4 separate regions of the Gossypium hirsutum genome follow, and regions 1, 3 and 4 are each linked to region 2. A link is a contact called in public Hi-C data. All regions are on one chromosome and are shown on one strand. The core of a region is the stretch at or near the end of the contact, and the rest is flanking DNA. Distances in the headings are between cores, read along the strand shown. Region 1 holds the start of LOC107888701 (glyceraldehyde-3-phosphate dehydrogenase 2, cytosolic). Region 2 holds the start of LOC107888727 (cytochrome c1-2, heme protein, mitochondrial). Region 3 holds the start of LOC107888709 (serine/threonine protein phosphatase 2A 57 kDa regulatory subunit B' theta isoform). Region 4 holds the start of LOC107888707 (transcription factor GTE8).

Region 1 (4,797 bases), core at 449-2,948, 670 kb after region 2:
CCATCAACGGTCTTTTGAGTAGCTGAAGTGAAGAGACTAATCAATAAACAATACATACGGATAGCAACAGAAAGCAATAAAACACCATATATACTTACCAGTAATCGAATGGACAGTGGTCATAAGACCCTCAACAATGCCAAATTTGTCATGGATGACCTGCCACCATGTTTACAAGACCATTATTACCATGAAGATAAAACTATTTGTCAGAAGCTCCAAAACAAATAAAAGGGAAACCACTATTACCTTAGCCAATGGAGCAAGGCAGTTGGTAGTGCAGCTAGCATTGGATACAATGTGAAGGTCAGGCTTGTATTCCTTCTCATTGACACCCACAACAAACATGGGAGCATCCTTACTGGGAGCAGAGATGATTACCTTCTTTGCACCACCCTAAAAAGTGAAAAAGCATAGATCAGATGAGAATACCATACACGAAGATAAGAAGAAGAAAATCAAGTTCCAAACACAACTTTTGGGGGCCTTAACTCCAAAAAAGCATAGGATCAAATTATTATCACAAACCTTCAAATGGGCAGCAGCTTTGTCCTTGTCAGTGAAAACACCAGTAGACTCAACGACATAATCAGCTCCAGTCTCACCCCAAGGGATTTCTTCAGGGTTTCTGGCATAAATCAAAAGCCAATAAAAAAAATAGCTCCTAAATGGAAAACTCACCATGTTCCTCAAGTCAATTACAACAACCCATTTTGAAAAAGAAACACATGATATCACCTGATGCCGAAAACAGTGACAGGCTTTTCACCAAAGAGAAGGGTTTTTGAGTCCTTCACCTTAAGCTCATGGTGCTTCCATTGACCGTGAACACTGTCATACTTAAACATGTAGGTCTGTACAAATACAATTATCAAATCACATCAATAATTAAATCGTTAAAAAAACTGATTAAAACGGTTCTTCATTTTTCATCCTTTCTTTTCAAATTAGACACAAGATTCGCTCACTAAAAAAAACCTAAGCAGAACCAGTAAGTTTATAATAAATCTCTTAAAGATCGAACAAGAAATACATCAGTTTACCAGTTGAAATTTAAACTATTTCATCATGCTCTGTTAGGTAACACTAAAAGTTCAAGAATCATATCACAAGAAAGAAAGAAAGAAAAAAATTCAAATCATCACTCATCTCAGAGCAGAGAAGATCAGATCAGCTTTCTTAAAACTAAAACCAATATAATACAAACATGCACGGAGACTAATGCCAAAACCTAGTAAATAAGTGAGAAATAGGAAGGAAAATACAGTGTACGAACCATGTAATCGGTGGTGATGAAAGGATCGTTAACAGCAACGAGCTCAACATCTTCACTTTGGAGAGCAACTCTGGCAACCAAACGCCCGATCCTTCCAAATCCTTCACCAAACAGAAAAAGAAAATCAGATCCATAATTTAAAAACAAAATCAATAATAATAATAATAGTACCGTTGATTCCGATCTTGATCTTCCCCATATCGAAAGAAGCGAAAAAAAACAAATCTCTGAAAAAAAATACGACGGCAAAAGAACGGAAGTAAAGGAAGTGAGAATTGAGAGGAAAAAATGAGTAAAAAGGAGGGTTGTTTATATACGAGAGGAAGTGTTGGTGACAGAATGATAGAAAAGGGCAAATGACGGAGATTCTCACGAGGAAAGTGGGGTCGTAGCTCACGTGTCACTTGGATGATGATGAGAAGAAGAAGAAGCAAGGGTAAAAACGTAAAATCAAAGAGTACAGTGCAGAATGAATAAATCCATAAATGAATTAATGATCTTCTTTTCTTCTTAAGTCTATCAGTCAAGTTCGTCACGTCTGATTATATCTTCTAGGACTAATCTGTTTTTGAAAAATAGGAATCGACTTTTTAAAATGAAAGTTTAGAGTTTCTAAGCTGTCGAAATTATTTTTTTAAAAAACGGGAATCGACTGTTTAAAACGAAATTTTAAAGTTGCCACCGATCCTTTTTGATGGAGTGTGATCGGGTCACCTCAAAACGTGGTCGTTTTTCAATAAACAGATTGATTTATCAAAACAACAATTTTGGTCTGCGAAAATTGGAAAAACAGGTTTGGGAGTCGATTACGTGCGAGGAAGGGTTATCACTCTTGTCACGCCCAAATTTAGTACCTAATTGATTATTCAGTGTCTTAATGTTGAAAATTAAAAATTTGACAAGAGTTTAAAATATGATTCCTCTTAGTGTTAATGTTTTTTTGAAGTATTTGGATGAATTAAAACGTATGCCAATGACCGTTTCATCTTAAGATAAAATGTTATATCCAGTACGTTAGGACACAACACATCGACCCTCGATTATGAGCTTGCCTTCTATTTCATTTAAAACACATGTATTTAAATTTTAAAAAGGATATTTGGATATTTAGATCAAACGGAAAATCGAAACCCAGTATGTTAGGGCACGACTACTCGAATTTTTAAATACGGAATATTGCCTTTATGTTATTTAAAACTCATGTATTTTATTTTAAAAGGATAATCGGTTACTTAGATCAAACGAAAAACTGAAACCTAGTACGTTAGGACACGATTTCTTGAATTTCCAAGTATCGAATATTGCCTTTACTTGAAAAATCTAGACAAAAATAATAATAAATAAAATAATATAGAGATAAAAGATAGAATAACAAAGAAAATTCGAATAAAAATTTAATTTAATTCGGGAGGGGGAAAATAAACACACGTACAACAAAATATTGAATGAAATAGTTTAAAAATAGGACGGATAATAAAAATAATAGTAATAATAATTTAAAAAATAATGGAAATGATATTAAAAAAAATAAATATAATGATGATAATAGTGTTAATAATAATAATAATAAAATAATAATAAACAAACGACATATTAATGATAATAGAAAATAATGATAATAATAACGGAAGTAATGAAAATAATAATAATAGAAACAATAGTATAAAAGTAATAATAAAATAGAAAAATGAAAATAATAAAAATAGAAACAATAGTATAAAAGTAATAATAAAATAGAAAATAACAATGATACACTAATAATAATAATATACGTGCTAATAACAATAATAATATAAAAAAAATAATATTATATTGATAAAAATAATAATAGTAAGTTAATAATAATAGTAATAAAAAGGTAAAAAAATAATAAAATAATAAAAATACTATTACGTTACTATTAATAATGATAATAAATCAGTAATAGTATATAGAATAATAGTAAAAGTAATAAAATAATAATAATAATAATAATAACAATATTAAAAATAACACTCTTCCCTTCCCTTCTAAATTTGGCCATCGGTCTGGCCTTGCTCTGGTCACCGAACCTCCACGCGCCGCCATCGGCACCACTGTACACGACGGCCGAACCTAAAAAAAAACCCTTTTTCGGTAATTTCAAAATGGATAAGCTTCTTCCCCTTATTTTTACTTCTTATGTAAAAAATAAAATAAAATTGAAAGATAAAATAAAATAAACAAGGAACTTAAAACGAGAATTGACGAAAAAAGCACCTCTTTTGGTTTGATTTTTGATTAATCTCGTGTATTTCTTGTATCGAAAGTCTCTCTTTTTCTTGTATTCGAGACTCTCTCCTTTTTTCTCCAAAAAAAAGAACTCCTATTACAATAGTTTTGAATGGCTTTTATAGCCAAATTTTACAACTTGTTTGCTAACCGATTGCCTCTTTCTTTTTGTAGGCAAGTAGGGTGATGGAGTTAGTGGTTGGTTTAGTGGTTAGTTTAGTGAAGTGTTAATTGGACTGTTAATTTATTTGGTGTTTTAGGCTCTGCTTGTTGGGCCCGGGTAAAATTTGAGCTCTACAACAATTATACAAAGTATATTAATGTAATTTGTAAATTTGTTTTATTAACTAATCTATTAGTAAAAAAATTACAAATTTACAAACGAATATATTACACCCAAGGCACCAGATCCAACAACCCTAACAATGACCCCAATTGTTACATATCACTCTTTTGAAAGTAACCTCACATACAAGCAAAGAGATCATTTTCCGAAAGTCATTTTTAGTGAAACAAATGGAACCTAATTTGTTTTAATCTGTATAAGAGTTTAATTGTACAATCTTCCTAGGAAACATTGCATCCTTATGGGATACTAAATCCTTCAAAAATTTTAATATAATTTCTCTATCTAAAGAGCCATATAAGTAGATTGTAACAACATTTATTAAATACATATAAACTACAAAATTAATAAGATATTTAAAAGTGATTGCATCCCCACAAAAGAATATTATATCTTTCATAGTGAATGTCATGATTTTTGCAAAAACCCTTATATTAAAAATTAGGTTTTATACCTTAAAACTTCAATTTTTTTCATTTCATTTTCACAAAACTATCAATTCGGCCTACTGATTTTACACCTTTTATCCAATATTTTCACAATTTGTAAGTGGATTTAATTCTATGAATTGAGCTTTTTATTTTGACCAATCATTCAAATGTCTATATTAGAGGATAGATTTAGGTAATATTATATATATAAATGTTGTCGGCAATTTTTTCATTTTGATTATATATTTTATCGTATTGATATAATGTATCAAAATCTTTAATTATTTTCGTTTTCATTTTCAAATACTTAAATCTCTTTTTGAGTTCCCTAATTAGTTATATCTTGAATTTCTTCAACAACATTCGCTTCTGTGATTATAATTTTTTTTTCTTTCATTTTCTTTTCTTTTATTAAAATTTTCATGTTTGAAATCTAATCAATTGATTAACCATGCTTGAGGTATGCGTTACTTTCATTTGCTTTAATATGTGAT
Region 2 (4,853 bases), core at 421-2,920:
TTGTCAGTGAAATTAAACACATCAACATGAGAGTGCACCTGTTGTTGAAAAATCAAATACACATCAATTACATTCATCAATTCAATCTAATCAACAATTTAAAACCAAAGGGTTCATAGAATGATAAACTTACATGGTCAAGGGTACCATATCCTGAAAGAACATAGAAAAGGTTGTTAATTTGTATAGCTGAACCATCAAGGCGTGGAACTGGTGCTGATGGCATTTGTTCCCAAGCCAAATCTGGTGCTGGTAAATCCGCAAATGTTGCTGATAAAAATCTCTTCTTTTTCCCAATCTAAAATTTTACAAAAAAAAAAACTATCACCAAAAGAAGAAATTTTTAAAGAGAGGGAAAGACAAAAAAAAAGAAGAAAAAAAACACAAAACCTTGTCGTCAACGTTTTGTTGTTGTTGAGAAACAAAGATACGAGGTTTTTGAGACACCCAATTGGATGCAAACCTAAGATATGAAGAGCTAAAAGAAGAAGAAGATGCCCAGAAGAGATCTATAATGCAAGCCAATCCCAAAAGACAAAAGAAGAAGAGAACAAATATAAATTTTGTCTGACTGTTGTTGCTCTTGCTTTGATGTTGATGGTGGTGATGTAGATTTTTGCCCATTTTTCTTTTTGCAGGTTCATAAGAGTATTGCTCATCTCCATTTATTTATTAGAACGTAAAGGAAATACAGGGGTTGGAGGAGAAAAAAGAAAGACAGCTTGAGACAGCAGTAACTTTGAACTCTGCTAAAAATGTTGGGCGCCAATGGTTTTTCATTGCCTTTTGAAGTTCACTAGTTCTTGGGTAAATTACATCTCATGTCCTAAATTATGCTTCAAATTTTACATTAGTCCTAAACTATAATACTCAAAGTATCAGTTAGGTACTTTTAGCATTTGGATAGCTTGGGAATCGTATGCCACTAGTATTTTAAAAATTAGGATAGTGGTTGAACGGTTTAAACTATGTTCAACATTCGATTTGATCAATCATATAAAAATAAATAATAAAAATATTCATAAAACATAAAAAGAATATATAAAATCCGTTCAACTGATTCAAATTGTTGACTTTTTGTTTTGACTTCCGATTTTTTATTAGTTTTGAGCAGTTCATTTAGAGGTCGATTCAACTTCTATATTTGAACTAATGTATCAATCAATTCGATTCAAATAATACTAAATATTGCATAAAAATTATATTTTTTATTAGATTCATGCATATTTAGCATCCAAATTAATAATTAGATTGACGAAACAACCTAATTGATACGATACTTATATTTTAAAAACTCAATTCCAACATTTTAAAATTTAGAACTTGTTTAAAACATGAATCATAATTTGAGGATGTACTGTGAAATTAATCCTTTACATTTATGTGTCTTCCGAGGTTGGAAATTCAAGGGCAATCCTCAGCTGTTGTTTTCATGATCGGTCGGTGGATGAAATGGGCTGTCTCTGCAAGAAAAAAAGGGGCCTGTCTGTTTTCCTTTTATTTATTTGTGGAGTCTCTCCTTTATGGGCTGGTTTTATTGCTGTCCACTACTTGGGTCTCATGTAACTGAAAAGACCAAACACAAGACCTGGCAGTTTTCAAGGCCATCCTAAAAGCCCAAAACCTTACTGTCTGTTGGTGGACACGCGACTCGACTAAATATCAGTCACTGTATTTTTTTTTCCTAATATAATTTATGCTGTTTTCTCTTATACTTTTCGTTTTGTTCCTTTGGATCTGTGAGGCAGCCGCCGGTTCCTTTGACCACCACCACCACCACCACCACCTCTCTGTGATCAACCTTCACTCTCTTTTTCAAGTTAGTTCTCTGTCTTATGCTCTCTTCACATCCTCTTTTAATCTTTGGGTTTGTTATTTTTATTATTTTTTCCTCCATAGTTGTTGGATCTGCCCCCAGATCCTCTATGTTAGGGTTTTCAAGTTCCTCCTTTTTTTCATTTTAAACTTTAACCTTTTTTTGGCTTCTTTATGCTATTCCTTAGATTGGGTTTACTGTTCTTTTTGTATTGTATGTTTATCCTTTGATTTTATGATTACCCAATTGTTTCAACACTGTTAGAGCTTTTCCTTTTTGGAGAATTTAATGATTATTTGACTGAAAAAAAGGAACCTTTATATGAATTCTCTTTTTAATCTCATTTGGTCCTCTCTTTTTTTTAACATTTTATTTGTAAATATACATTTGCTTATTAAGTTTCAGCTGAACTTTTCAGGGAAATTAGCTGAAATGGCTGGAGGATTAATCCACCAGGTTTTAAGGAGGAAATTTCAATCACAGTCTGCTGTAAGATTCTTTCCTAGTTTTCCTTCATTGATGTTAAACTTATACTTACCTAGGGAATGAGGTTATGAAGACCATGCAATCTACATGGTTCTTACTGGATTTTCTTAGATAATCTTGAAATATTTTGCTACATGGATTCTAGTATTTGTTAAATTTTAGCAAGTTTTCATTCATTGATCCTAGTTTTCTACTTTCCTCGAGATGAATTCTAACTTTTAAGGCAAGCTTTGTCCAATTGCGGTATATTTTCATCCTATATTCCTCTTACTTGGGTGCTAATGTCTGATATGCAAGTGTGCATTGACATGGGTATGATCGGATTTTTTAAATTTTTTCCATGTATTTGGAGTATATCCTTGGAGGTTTATCTTCATACTCAAGTGTCGGATATGAGTCTTGGACATGTGCACTTCATGAACAATGAAGAGTCAGAGCAAAAAAAGTTTTCATCTCTGAATAATAATGAAAAGTTTCTATAGGATCTAACCTGGAATGGTTTTCTCCCAGTTACCAATACTTGTTCTGTATTATTGCTCAGGTTCAAGCTTTATCATGGTTTTCATCAAGGAAAGTTAATGACGATGCGGGTTCTGCTGGTATGAGGACCGTTGCACTCCTTGGAGCTGGTGTTTCAGGTTTACTAGGTTTTGCAACAGTAGCATCTGCTGATGAGGCAGAACACGGTTTAGGAGTTCCAAATTATCCTTGGCCTCACGCAGGCATCCTCAGTTCATATGACCATGCTTCGTGAGTTTTATGCCTTTCCTTGCTCTTTTTTGTTATGTGCACAAAAACGAATAAACCTTACTTGAAAAGGAAAAAAGTTGTATATCAGTCTCAACATCCAATTGGAGAATTGGAGAAATCTATTTAGAATCTTGCAATATGGTTGTAATATTAGGTTAGCCATTGCCATACATATATTTTTACTTTTTGCTGCCAGTGTTAATGATGTGATATCAATCTTGCATGATCAGGATTCGTCGCGGTCACCAGGTTTACCAGCAAGTGTGTGCATCCTGCCACTCTATGTCCCTAATATCATACCGTGATTTGGTTGGTGTTGCGTATACGGAAGAGGAGACGAAGGCTATGGCAGCTGAGATTGAGGTGGTTGACGGTCCTAATGATGAGGGTGAGATGTTTACTCGTCCGGGTAAACTTAGTGACCGCTTTCCTCAGCCATATGCAAACGAACAAGCAGCTAGGTTTGCAAATGGAGGAGCTTATCCTCCAGATCTAAGTCTCATCACCAAAGTAATTCTCGCCTTGCTTTTTAGACCACTGTGGAAGTTATTGGTTATATATAAACTTAAGATATCATACTTGTTTATTTTTTCAGGCTCGTCATAATGGCCAGAACTATGTGTTTGCGCTTCTAACTGGTTACCGTGACCCTCCTGCTGGTGTTATGGTAAGTTCTGCTTTACACTATCTTCTGTGACATGAAATTTTGTTCTAATGTCCAATGTTGGAAACATTTAGCTTCTTCCAAAGATACTTTGTATTTATATATATTTTGCAATTGGGAGTATACAACGGAAGAGAGAATGTGGGTCTGAAGTTAGGATTAAGTTCTATAGCTCTTCGATTTGATCCATTTTAACTGCTGCTTTTCAATGTCTGTATTATGAAAACATACGTTTTAAATGCAAGGCCAATGCCTTCCTTTTGCTGTAACAGTTCAGAATTTAACCCTTCATTTCCCCTGATCCGCAGTTCTTTTCATTGTATAGCTTTTGTATGCATGCTTGTAGCACGTGCATGTACACTTTGTTGTTAATAGCTGGCTACAATTATCTAATATCAACTGAATATTTTTGGTTGAGGCTCAAGAATAATACCTAAAGTCTTCATTTTTCAATCGTGTAGATTCGTGAGGGGCTACACTATAACCCATACTTTCCAGGAGGAGCAATTGCCATGCCTAAAATGCTTATTGATGGTGCTGTAGAGTATGAAGATGGCACCCCTGCAACTGAAGCTCAGGTCTGTTTCTGCCCTTTCATTTCATTCATATTACCTTGCCTATGTGTTTGAGAACCCCCTTATGTATTTGCATTTCATATGGGATACATTTCTCACTCTTCTGTATTATTATTGTCATATGGTGCACAGATGGGGAAAGATGTGGTGACATTTTTGTCATGGGCGGCAGAACCAGAAATGGAAGAAAGGAAGCTGGTATGTATCATATCATAAATGATTCTTTAGTCTAAAGACCTTGTTTTAACAATTAGAGTTCTGATATTTCCATCATCGAATGCAGATGGGTTTTAAATGGATATTTGTATTGTCATTGGCTTTGCTTCAAGCTGCTTACTACCGACGCTTGAGGTGGTCGGTTCTCAAATCTCGCAGGCTGGTACTTGATGTTGTGAACTAGCCTCCTCCCCCTCAAGTTTCTCGCTTTTTGTGGATTTGATTCGGCAATAATTGCTTATCAGGATGTTCTAGGTTCTGCCATGACCAAAGTGGTGAGTAAGTCTTTTTTTTCAGAGTTGAGAAGAAATAAGCTGCTCGACACACATGCATTAAATATTTTTTT
Region 3 (4,807 bases), core at 993-3,492, 760 kb after region 2:
CTTAATAAAGACTAAGAGATTATTTTCAACTCAAACTGACAACTCCTTGCTCGATAGCCATGCCAGTAATGGTCGAATTGGGAGTCATAACTATGATGACTTACCGCAAACGTTGAACAATCTAGATTCTCTTAATGATTACGATCAAGTAAATGGATTTCTCTCTGCCGCTGCTTCAAGTTCTGCAACTTCTGATGGACAATCATTTTTTGACATGGATGATGCTCAAGATCAGGTCTTCTCTCCTCCTTTGCTGATGGACATGTCCTTGTTAGCCGATACTTATGAGGATTTGCTCGGTATGTTGTTTTTATTGAAAACTAATACTATTATATAGCCTCGATGTAGGCGCTGTACTATAAGTGTGTAATAATCTAATGCCACCATGGTTCCACTTTTTTAGCGGAGTTTTGTTCGTTTTCTACCTCCTCATGAGGTCGTATTTGATTTGGAGGTTTGTTTTGTGCAGCTCCACTTTCAGAAACAGAAGCTGCTTTGATGGAGCATTGAAACCAGGGATTGGACAATTCCATTCGGATATGGTTTTGGTTTTGGGTCCTTGGTTTGGATGTCCAGCACTCACCCATTGCTTTGTTGTTCAACACGATGCTTGTATGTACTTTTGAGAGACAGATCCACGATGAAGCCTTGATTATTGCGATTATTTTGTAACCAACTGAAGTTTAAAGAAAATTTATATAATTTTTGCCCACAATGCAAGCCTTTTGGTACTGACAGGTACTTTGGCAAGATGGCTCGTTGAAGTTTCTCGATTTATGAAAGGTAAATCGAGATTATTTAGCTTATCCTTTAACATCATGATATGTTTTAAAAGCGAAATTCATTAGATGTTGTTGTCAATTTTTGTATGCAGAAAGTTATAGATGACGTTCATTGCTTTGCTTGCAAAGGAGTTTTGTTGACTTTGTAAGTTTTAGATTAATGTGTTGTTGTCCATTTCAGGGCCTGCAATTACTTCTTTTCAATGTACCTGTAGCGAAGGAATTAATCACTGTTATTGGCGGTAAACACCTTAATTTAAAAAAAAGAAAACAAAGAGTACCTGCGATACATACCTTTCCAAGGGTTAAGTATATTAGATTTTCTTAAATTATAATCAAGTTTTAGTTTGGTTTTTAAAATTTAAAACTTGTTTCAATTAAAATTTTGAATTAAAATAGTATTTCAACAAAGTCTTTTAGATAACTTAATCGTAACATTTAAAAAAAATTATCTTTTCATACATGTTCAAAAAAATCAAGTCAAAGCCAGGATTTATTTTCCTTTTATATAATATTTAGTTCCACTTATGATTTTCGAAAAACATGCTTAAAGGTATTTAAATTTATGTTTTCATAATTATGATCACAATAGTTATCAAATGAGAAAAATCTCAATTGATAACTAAACTAATAATTATACTATTGAAGGGTTTCATTGCAACTATAGTACAGGAAAAAAATGAAATTATTTGATATTTAAGACTAATTAAGTTATAATGATAAATTTAACATTTTCTTTTGTTGTTTTGATCTTAATTCTTTTATTATTTTAATCCCTTAACCTTTAAAATTTAATCAATTTATTTTTTGGAGGGAAAAATTGATGGAACACTTAGAAGTTTAATGATATTGATGTGGTAACCCTTGTAATAGTCTATGTATACTTCATAAAAATTCAAAAAATATAACATGTAGATTGTCACATGTGTTGCTACATTAATATCATTAAAAGTTTAACAATTTAACTAAAATTTAAAAGTTGAAAGCCAAAGTGATTCAAAAAAGAAAAGAATCAAAATGACAAAAAATATAAATTTTAGGAGCTGCATTTGTTATTATACCTTAATTTAAATAAATTATATCTTTATAAACCTTCATCTATGTGAGATGAACAGTTTGGGGTTTTTACATATTAAAGGGAAATGAAAGGTTTGAAGAAAATTTTAATGGTAATAATGTTGTAAGCTATCTAAGATTATAATTCAAGTTTGTAATGATTTTAAACAGCTCACAAAAGATAAATACAAAAAGAAAAGATACATTATAGTTTCTACGGCACGCGCCAAAGTGCACGTGAGGTCCTTTGCCCGACCAGAATGGAAAACTGTGCTAAAGCCGGAAGAAAAGATGGAAGCTTTGGCCTTTAGATGATAACCGTGGACAACAATGGATCTGTCAAGTCTTTAAAAATTACCACTCGAGTTGAGTAGCGCGTGGGAATATTAAACTATCATTTTTGTTGTATTTCTCATTTTTAATATTCTCCATCTTCATCCGGGAGAAAATCAAAAGTGAAAAAAAAGTGTGAGCTTTGAGATTGAAAATGAAATTTTGCTGAGAAGATTTAGAAAAAGATTAAATCTTTACTAAAATAAAAAAAAATAGAGATATGGGTTTAAGTTAAACAATTATTTTCCACAAAAGAAAGAAAAGAAAAAAAGGAAAACTAAAACACCACCAACAACAGCCAAAGGTTGTTTCATGGATGATGTTTTTCTTCTTTTTCCTAAATCCCTCATTTTTTTTTCTTTAAATTCTAAAATCTCTATCTCTCTGTGTGAGAAAGAAAGGAGTAGCTCAACTATCTCTTTTGTAAGTAGACAGATTTTACCCTCTTTTTTTTTTGTTCATATTTTTGTTTCCTCACCTTTTCTTGGTTTTGCACCAAAGCTCTTTTTCTTTCTTCATATTAGTTAGAGTTTTATTTTGGGTTATGTTCTTTTGGATAATTTTGTAGGTTGCTTTTGTTGGAAAATGCTGTTTGGGATTTTAAGATCAAACCCAGATCTTGTTACCTTTCGGTCAACCTTAATGCTTTTGTTAATCTTTGGAAGCTACGGAAAAATAGAGCCAAGGGGAACACAGGTGGAAATTCTTTGCCCCTTTTCATTCTTTAAAGTTATGTAGCCTGAAAATTAAAGCTTTTAGCTGAATTTCATGGCTTTAATGGGTGATCAAATTGGGTACTTTTGTTTATTGTTTTAGGCATACGGTTTCTTTATCTATCTATCTATCTATCTATCTATCTATCTATCTATCTATATCTCAAAGTGATGCATGCTTTGCCATCTATTTGCTAATTGGGGCTTTTGTTTTAGTTGATTGATGTTCTCTATCTTGGACTTGTTTTATGTGTTTTAGATTTTTTTCAACATATGAAGTTTGGTTGATGTTGTTAAGGCAAACAATGAAGCTTCTCTGTTGAGGAATTTGAGTAATAACTCATTTTATTGAGGATGGAGTCCCATATTTATGGCTGGGTTGACTCATTGTCCACTTCGAGTATGATGATACTGCATTTTCTTTGAGGGGTTTTCTTTTTCATATCGAGGTTTTAAGTTACGATGATCAAACAAATACTTAATAGGCTCCCACGGAAACCATCTAAGTCGAGTGACAATCGTGAGGGAGGAGGAACCTCTACTTCATCATCAAATGCTTCTACCAGTTCAAGAAGCAGTGATCAAGTTAGTAACCGCTATGCAAACTCTAGCAGTTCGTCCTTTTCCAGCTCTAGTTCTCCAAATTCTGGGTTGAATCAAGGTAACAAGTTTTCTCAAGTGGTGAATACGAAACTGAATGGGAATATGGTTACCACTTCTTTTGAGGCTTTACCTAGTTTTAGAGATGTACCGAATTCTGAGAAGCAGAACTTGCTTATCCGAAAACTGAACTTGTGTTGCATCGTGTTTGACTTCACTGACCCGACAAAAAACCTCAAAGAGAAGGATCTCAAGCGGCAAACCTTACATGAGCTTGTGGATTATGTTTCATCTGCTAATGGAAAATTCTCGGAGATTGTTATGCAAGAAATCGTGAAGATGGTATCTGTAAATTTGTTTAGAGCGCTAACATCTCAGCCCCGTGAGAACAAGGTTTTAGAAGCATTTGATTTGGAAGAAGAAGAACCCTCGATGGACCCTGCGTGGCCTCATTTGCAAGTTGTTTATGAATTTCTATTGAGATTTGTGGCATCACCCGAGACAGATGCAAAATTGGCCAAGCGGTATATTGATCATTCTTTTGTTCTAAGGCTGTTAGATCTTTTCGATTCAGAGGACCCCAGAGAAAGGGAGTATCTTAAAACCGTTCTGCATCGTATCTACGGAAAATTTATGGTCCATCGTCCATTCATCAGGAAGGCAATCAATAACATCTTTTACCGCTTTATTTTCGAAACTGAAAAACATAACGGAATCGCAGAGCTTCTAGAAATACTGGGAAGTATAATCAATGGGTTTGCTTTGCCATTGAAGGAAGAACATAAGCTCTTTCTTGTCCGTGCACTGATACCGCTTCATAAACCAAAGTGTATACCCATGTACCACCAGCAGTTATCTTACTGCATTACTCAATTCGTGGAGAAGGACTGCAAGCTTGCCGAAACCGTTATACGGGGGTTGCTAAAGTATTGGCCAATCACAAATAGCTCGAAAGAAGTCATGTTCTTAGGTGAACTGGAGGAAGTTTTAGAAGCCACACAACCTGCCGAGTTTCAACGCTGCATGGTACCCTTGTTCCGTCAGATAGGCCGTTGCTTGAGTAGTTCCCATTTTCAGGTAGGGATTTCCTCGTTTCTCTACTTGCAACTTTAGCTTCTTTTCCGTATGAATGTCCCTTAACAGAATATGCCTAGATAAGTGAATTGAATTTTGAAACAAGGGGAACTCATCAATATGAGTTAAAGGCTTTATTGTCTGGCGATATCTGGACATTGTTGCTATGTGAAACTGTATCGAGTCGGCTATGCTAGCATGAAATATGTCCTTGTGTTTATAATTTGTTTGTAGGTGGCAGAGAGGGCT
Region 4 (5,443 bases), core at 1,916-4,415, 550 kb after region 2:
ATCTCATCTCACATTTCAATTCACAATTCAACTTTTTCATTTCATTTCAGTAGCTCATTCGATCAACTCGTTCGGTTTATTATTTCATTAATTACCCTATTAACAAAACTCGGACTTTGGTGGATACACGGATCCAACCAAACACACCAGAATGGCACCCAGTGCCTCATCGGATAGTTCGAAGCAATAGTTGACACCCAGTGTCTCATCGGCAAAGCCGAAGAAAGTTGGTACCCAGTACCTCATCGAATCTATCCGAAGAAATATAGTGACACCTAGTGTCTCATCGACTCGAGGTCGAAGTATCCCTGAACTCTTCCAATCCTATGGCATGCCAACTATATCCGACTCAGCCCGACTAGTTAATAGGGTATTTAAATCACATATATTCTCAATTCAATCACAATTTCTCACATTTTCAATTCAATCATTTTTCCACCTTTCAATCAATAATTATTTCACAACTTCACACATTTTCACAACTCAATACATTTCCATACAATTTAATACCATTCACAATTCGATTCAAATTCATTTCCCGCTTTCAATCAACAAACAATTCAAATATTATTTCATATCAACTATTCAATTTAATTCCCACTCATAATAATAATAATAATAATATTAATACTTACCTCACATTTCATTTACTAGACACATAAATTAAAATTTAACATTTAAAAATAAATAATTTGAATTATAGTAATACAAACCGTAATTTTCTCGAGTTTACTCCTCGATAATCTTCTCTTTTCCCTTCCGTGCCGACGCTTCTGGTTCTTTGCTAGCTACGAAAATGATAATAATTTATACTATTAATTTCAGCACTAATTATGATAAATAATTAAATTTCTATTCAATTTCTTCCTTATTCTCAATTTAATCCTAACTAAATTCACTTACTTTTCTAGTTCAATTCACACTCTATTTCTATTCAAATTTCATCCAAACTCAAATTTAACTATTAAAATTTCGGCATATTTTCCTAATTTCGAATTTCCCTCAATTTAGTCCCTAGAATATAAAACTTATAGTTTCTTTTACAATTTAATCCCTTTTTCAATTCTAACTTAAAATTCATTCAATTTAATCCCTAATTCAACAATTTATTCAACATAAAATATACTTGAAAACCTATGAACTTACAAAATATCAACTTAATTCCATCAAAAATTTGTTTTAAAGCTTTTAAAACATTAGAATTAAGAGAAAAGGGCTAATTTGACTTACCAAATTAAATTCAAGCTTCAAAAACCATATTTTCCCTTTTTCTTTTTCTTTCTTTCTTTCTCCCCTGTTTCTCCCCTGTTTCGTCTCTTTCTCTGTTCCTTTGTTCTTTCTATTCTGTTTCTTTTCTGTTTTGTTTCTTTCTTTTTCTTTTTATTTCCTTTTATTTAATTACTTTAATATAATAATAATTAAAACAAATATCTACTTAGTAATTAATAAAAATATTACAAATGTATGTATTTTATTAATACACTTGTATTAAATTATCACCATACATTTGTCTTTATTTAATTTATTTCTTAATATAATATTTATAATGTAATTAATTTAATAATATACTTTATAATTAATTTATATATTTATATAAATAATAATATAAAAATCTAAGATTTTTACAATGTTATGCCGCCTCAACTTCCAAATGTGGCTTAATTGCCCATTTGGTCCCTATTATTTTCCTTTAATCTATAATTAACTTTCACTTCTATTGCAATTTAATCCTTTTTGCTAATTACTCATAATTAAGCTAAATTCATCGATCTAAAACCTAATTAAACACACAACTAGTCTAGTAAATATTTCTAATAATTATTTTCGAACTCAATTTACTAAGACGGAGGCCCGATATTATACTTTTCCGATGCCCGTGAATTTTGGGTCATTACATTTTATCTCGGATTTGTGGTCCTGAAACCACTATTCCGATTAGGCCCTAATTCGGGATATTACATCTAACATGAGTCAATTGCTCATCATGCCTAAATTTGATAGTCACTATCTTATCAAGGTTAGAGATGAACATAGCCTAGATGAACATAGCCTTTGTTGACGGGACTGACTTCATATTTTTGTTTAACTTTTCATGGTTTGTTATCCATGAAGAGAAAAAGAGAGAGATTATCATTTTTTTAGTCGAACCTTTAAAACATGTACAAAAGTGATTTGAGTTTTTTCAAGTGTCAAACTTTACGAATGAAATGTTGTGTTTATAGGATTAAATTATAGATTACATGATCTTGGATACCATATGCGATATTATAGCGGAGAGTGAATTGGTTTGTGGTGTTGACCATTTTTGCTCAAACAAGAACTTTGAGACATTTGATAAGAGTTGAATCTTTTATGTGCCATGTTGTATATGGGTGTAGAAAGTCGGGTAGACTATACCTAGGTTGAGTGAGGTTTCTATAATACCTATGTAGAACAAAAACAAGCTTTTATCCAAAAAAAAAAAATTCTAATTTTTATTTAAATAATATCTTGAAATTTGAAATTTAATTTTTTTAATTTAATATAATTTGATCTCTTTGTTTTTATTATATTATTAGTAGGTTAAAATTGATAACACTATTATTTATTGTCGTTATGACATAATTTTTAGATAAAAAATAAAAATTAAATATTTGATTAAAATGTGAATTTTGTTACTAGTTGACTAGATTTTTCATCGATTGTGTAATTGAGTAATAATTTTAAAAAAATATTATTACTTTAATGGTAGGAATAAGAGAAATAATAGGGAATTAAGGAACTATCCTAAGTACATTGTGATGCAGTTCGTGAATCCCTTCATTTAAAGGCGAAGTGAAAACTGAAAGATTCGGTAGCATGGAACTAGCCATTCGACATAGAGCACCAGCTGCTTTATTGCCTTCCCCGTAAGTGTGAATGGTGCTATTAATGACATCATAAAAAAAATTATGGGAAATTGAAGTAGAAGGAATAAATTTTGAATTTTAGAATAGTACAGGGACTAAAACAATAATTGACAAAAAACAAATTTGAATGATTAATAGTGCTAAATCAGCATGCCAAAAGCGGACGTTCGAGATCGATCTTAAATCGAACCGTCCGTTGACTTTCATCCTGAATCTAGCGGTCATAATTTCTCCAAAAGAAGCAAAAGCCCTTTAAATAGAGAGACGAGATACGAAGTTAAACTCCCTTCCTGATCTCGCCAATAATCTTTTTCGATCCAAAATTTTAAAATTCAATAAAACATTTTTCCTTTCTATTTTAAGAATATTAATTATTAGTTTCTCTAGGGTTTCTTGATCTAGAGTTTTCTCCTGTTTGTGCCTTTTTTTTTTGCTTCTCTCTTTTACTTTGTCGGCGAAACGATTGAGGAAGGGAAGAAAGGGTTCTCGACATAGGAGGAACAGTGAGCGAGCAGTGACAGACTGGTAATTGTTACTGGTTTCTTATGGGTTTTAGATTTCTTTTTGGATCCGGGTTTGGGTTTTATTCTTAGGGCGAGAGGGGTTTGATATTGGATTAGGGTTTTTGTTGTATCAAGCTTCTTCTGTTGTAAAGATTTGAGGCTTTATCTAGTAAATGATACTATATATTTTCAATTTAAATCAGTAAGCTAGTTTTTCTACTTGCAATTTTAGCTTTCCTGCATGATTGAAATTTTATTAAATGCGAATTTCGCGTTCTTGCCTTTTAGGTGTTTTATAGAGTTCAATATGGTGGGTTTTTTTCTTAATTAATGTGGTGAATTTGGGGTTTCTAAAGATGGGTAGTGTAAATAAAATTCAGGATCTGGGTAAATGCAGGTAAGAGCTGCTTTAATTGAACTGTGAATAAGTTCAATTTATTCTCGTGCTGTTTAATTCCTTTCCCATCGTCGGGAAAATTTTAAATCTGGATTTATTCACTGTGGAATGGGAGAATTTGGTTCCTATTAATGTTCTCTTCTCTAGTGTTTAATCTAGTGAATTTGTGTCTTTCAAAAGATAAATAGTTCAAGAAAGTATTCACAATGGTTAAATATTTTATATTTGGGTAAGTGCGGTGGGAATTGATTTAAACTTGTTTAAAACTTTTACTGACCTTTACTCTAGTAGTTGTAGTTAAAGGGTGGATTTATAGTTACTCTAGAAAATCAGATGGGATAATTTTGCTCCTATGGCTGATATCTTCAGAGTGCGGCAATTAAGTCAGCAGCTCCTTTACACTGAATAAAGGGATATAAGAAGAAAGGTGCTTTGGCTAAGATGTTGGCAAAGCGTGATAGGTTTGCAGGAGAGTATTACTGTGGCCCGTATGAGCCTCCTGGTGAATCAGAGGGATCTGGTAGCTCAGGAAGAATTGATATGGAGTTTACTGCTTCAGAAGATTCAAGTGCACCGCAGAGAAAATGTATCAGTTTGAACCCTGATAAACTTGGCACCTTTGGTGTCCGTACGGAAGTGCTGTCACTGTCAAAATTGTCACAGTTTGAAAGAAAGGATTTGATGCATAGGTTGAGACATGAATTGGAGCAGATTCGGATGCTTCAGAAGAAAGTTGAGTTGCAAAGGACAAATGGGGTTACTGTGTCATCTTCCAGTGATATTCTTAGTTGCAGCAATGGACAAATTTTACCTCACGCACGGGATTTTCAGAAATCATCCATGATGGCTTCTGGACCTGGGAAGAAAGGGAATCCTTTGAGTGGCAAGGCTCGTGCGTTTAATCGGACTTTTTCAGGAAAATCTGAGTCTGCAAAACATGCTTCAGCATCGAACACCTCAAATATGATGTTGATGAAGCAGTGTGAGGGTCTTCTAAAACGACTGATGAGCCATCAGTATGGGTGGGTCTTCAACCAACCGGTAGATATAGTCAAGTTGAATATTCCAGATTACTTTACTGTTATAAAGCAGCCCATGGACCTAGGAACGATTAAAAAGAAGATGGCATCAGGGGCATATGCAACCCCTTTGGAGTTTCATGATGATGTGAAGCTTACTTTCAGTAATGCAATGACCTATAATCCCCCTGGAAATGATGTCCACATTATGGCTGATACCCTTAACAAGTTTTTTGAGGTAAGGTGGAAAAACATTGAGAAGAAGTTACCAGTTACTGGTACCCAGTTGGTACAAAGTAAAGCTCCTTCTGAGGACATAGAGACTTCTAAGCCTATGCCTCCTGCAAAAAAGAGGAAGACAACCTCAGTGACCCAGGAAATTATAAAGGAACCTGTAAAGAGGATGACGGACGAGGAAAAACACAATCTAGGCAGACAACTGGAATCTTTGCTCGCAGAAATGCCTACACATATCATTGATTTCTTGAGAGAGCACAGTTCAAATGGAACCGAATCTGGAGAAGAAGAAATTGAGATTGATATTGATGACCTCAGTGTTGACACCTTGTTCACTTTGAAGAGACTTCTAGATGACTATTTGCAAGAGAAACAGAAAATCCAAGCAAGAGGTGAACC

Evidence for each region. A called contact is a pair of places that touch in the nucleus more often than the background predicts.
Region 1: a Hi-C map of leaf shows a contact between it and region 2, with 2.7 times the contacts expected there. The contact joins the promoter of LOC107888701 here to the promoter of LOC107888727 in region 2. A contact is called at or near these places in 12 of 34 Hi-C or Micro-C datasets (callus, fibers, hypocotyl and 1 more).
Region 3: a contact with region 2 is called in a Hi-C map of leaf, with 1.9 times the contacts expected there. The contact joins the promoter of LOC107888709 here to the promoter of LOC107888727 in region 2. A contact is called at or near these places in 2 of 34 Hi-C or Micro-C datasets (both in leaf).
Region 4: a contact with region 2 is called in a Hi-C map of leaf, with 2.4 times the contacts expected there. The contact joins the promoter of LOC107888707 here to the promoter of LOC107888727 in region 2. A contact is called at or near these places in 10 of 34 Hi-C or Micro-C datasets (callus, leaf and petal).

The regions. Positions count from the first base shown.
Region 1 is chrA09:15,051,354-15,056,150 of Gossypium_hirsutum_v2.1, reverse strand. LOC107888701 (glyceraldehyde-3-phosphate dehydrogenase 2, cytosolic) reads right to left here and starts at 1,698. Exons shown (of 11, transcript XM_016812878.2): 1 at 1,448-1,698; 2 at 1,277-1,377; 3 at 739-854; 4 at 529-628; 5 at 250-396; 6 at 99-159; 7 at 1-22. The coding sequence starts at 1,475.
Region 2 is chrA09:15,724,746-15,729,598 of Gossypium_hirsutum_v2.1, reverse strand. LOC107888727 (cytochrome c1-2, heme protein, mitochondrial) reads left to right here and starts at 1,670. Exons shown (of 8, transcript XM_016812914.2): 1 at 1,670-1,819; 2 at 2,222-2,305; 3 at 2,844-3,052; 4 at 3,283-3,562; 5 at 3,648-3,719; 6 at 4,178-4,294; 7 at 4,424-4,489; 8 at 4,575-4,853. The coding sequence starts at 1,697. The coding sequence ends at 4,691. LOC107888728 (kelch repeat-containing protein At3g27220) reads right to left here and starts at 725. Exons shown (of 7, transcript XM_016812916.2): 1 at 391-725; 2 at 134-298; 3 at 1-38. The coding sequence starts at 624.
Region 3 is chrA09:14,962,317-14,967,123 of Gossypium_hirsutum_v2.1, reverse strand. LOC107888709 (serine/threonine protein phosphatase 2A 57 kDa regulatory subunit B' theta isoform) reads left to right here and starts at 2,242. Exons shown (of 4, transcript XM_016812886.2): 1 at 2,242-2,594; 2 at 2,740-2,867; 3 at 3,144-4,561; 4 at 4,793-4,807. The coding sequence starts at 3,347. It overlaps LOC107888708 (AUGMIN subunit 6), which reads left to right. Exons shown (of 13, transcript XM_016812885.2): 12 at 1-299; 13 at 470-715. The coding sequence ends at 510.
Region 4 is chrA09:15,176,635-15,182,077 of Gossypium_hirsutum_v2.1, reverse strand. It overlaps LOC107888707 (transcription factor GTE8), which reads left to right and starts at 3,165. Exons shown (of 10, transcript XM_016812884.2): 1 at 3,165-5,443. The coding sequence starts at 4,230.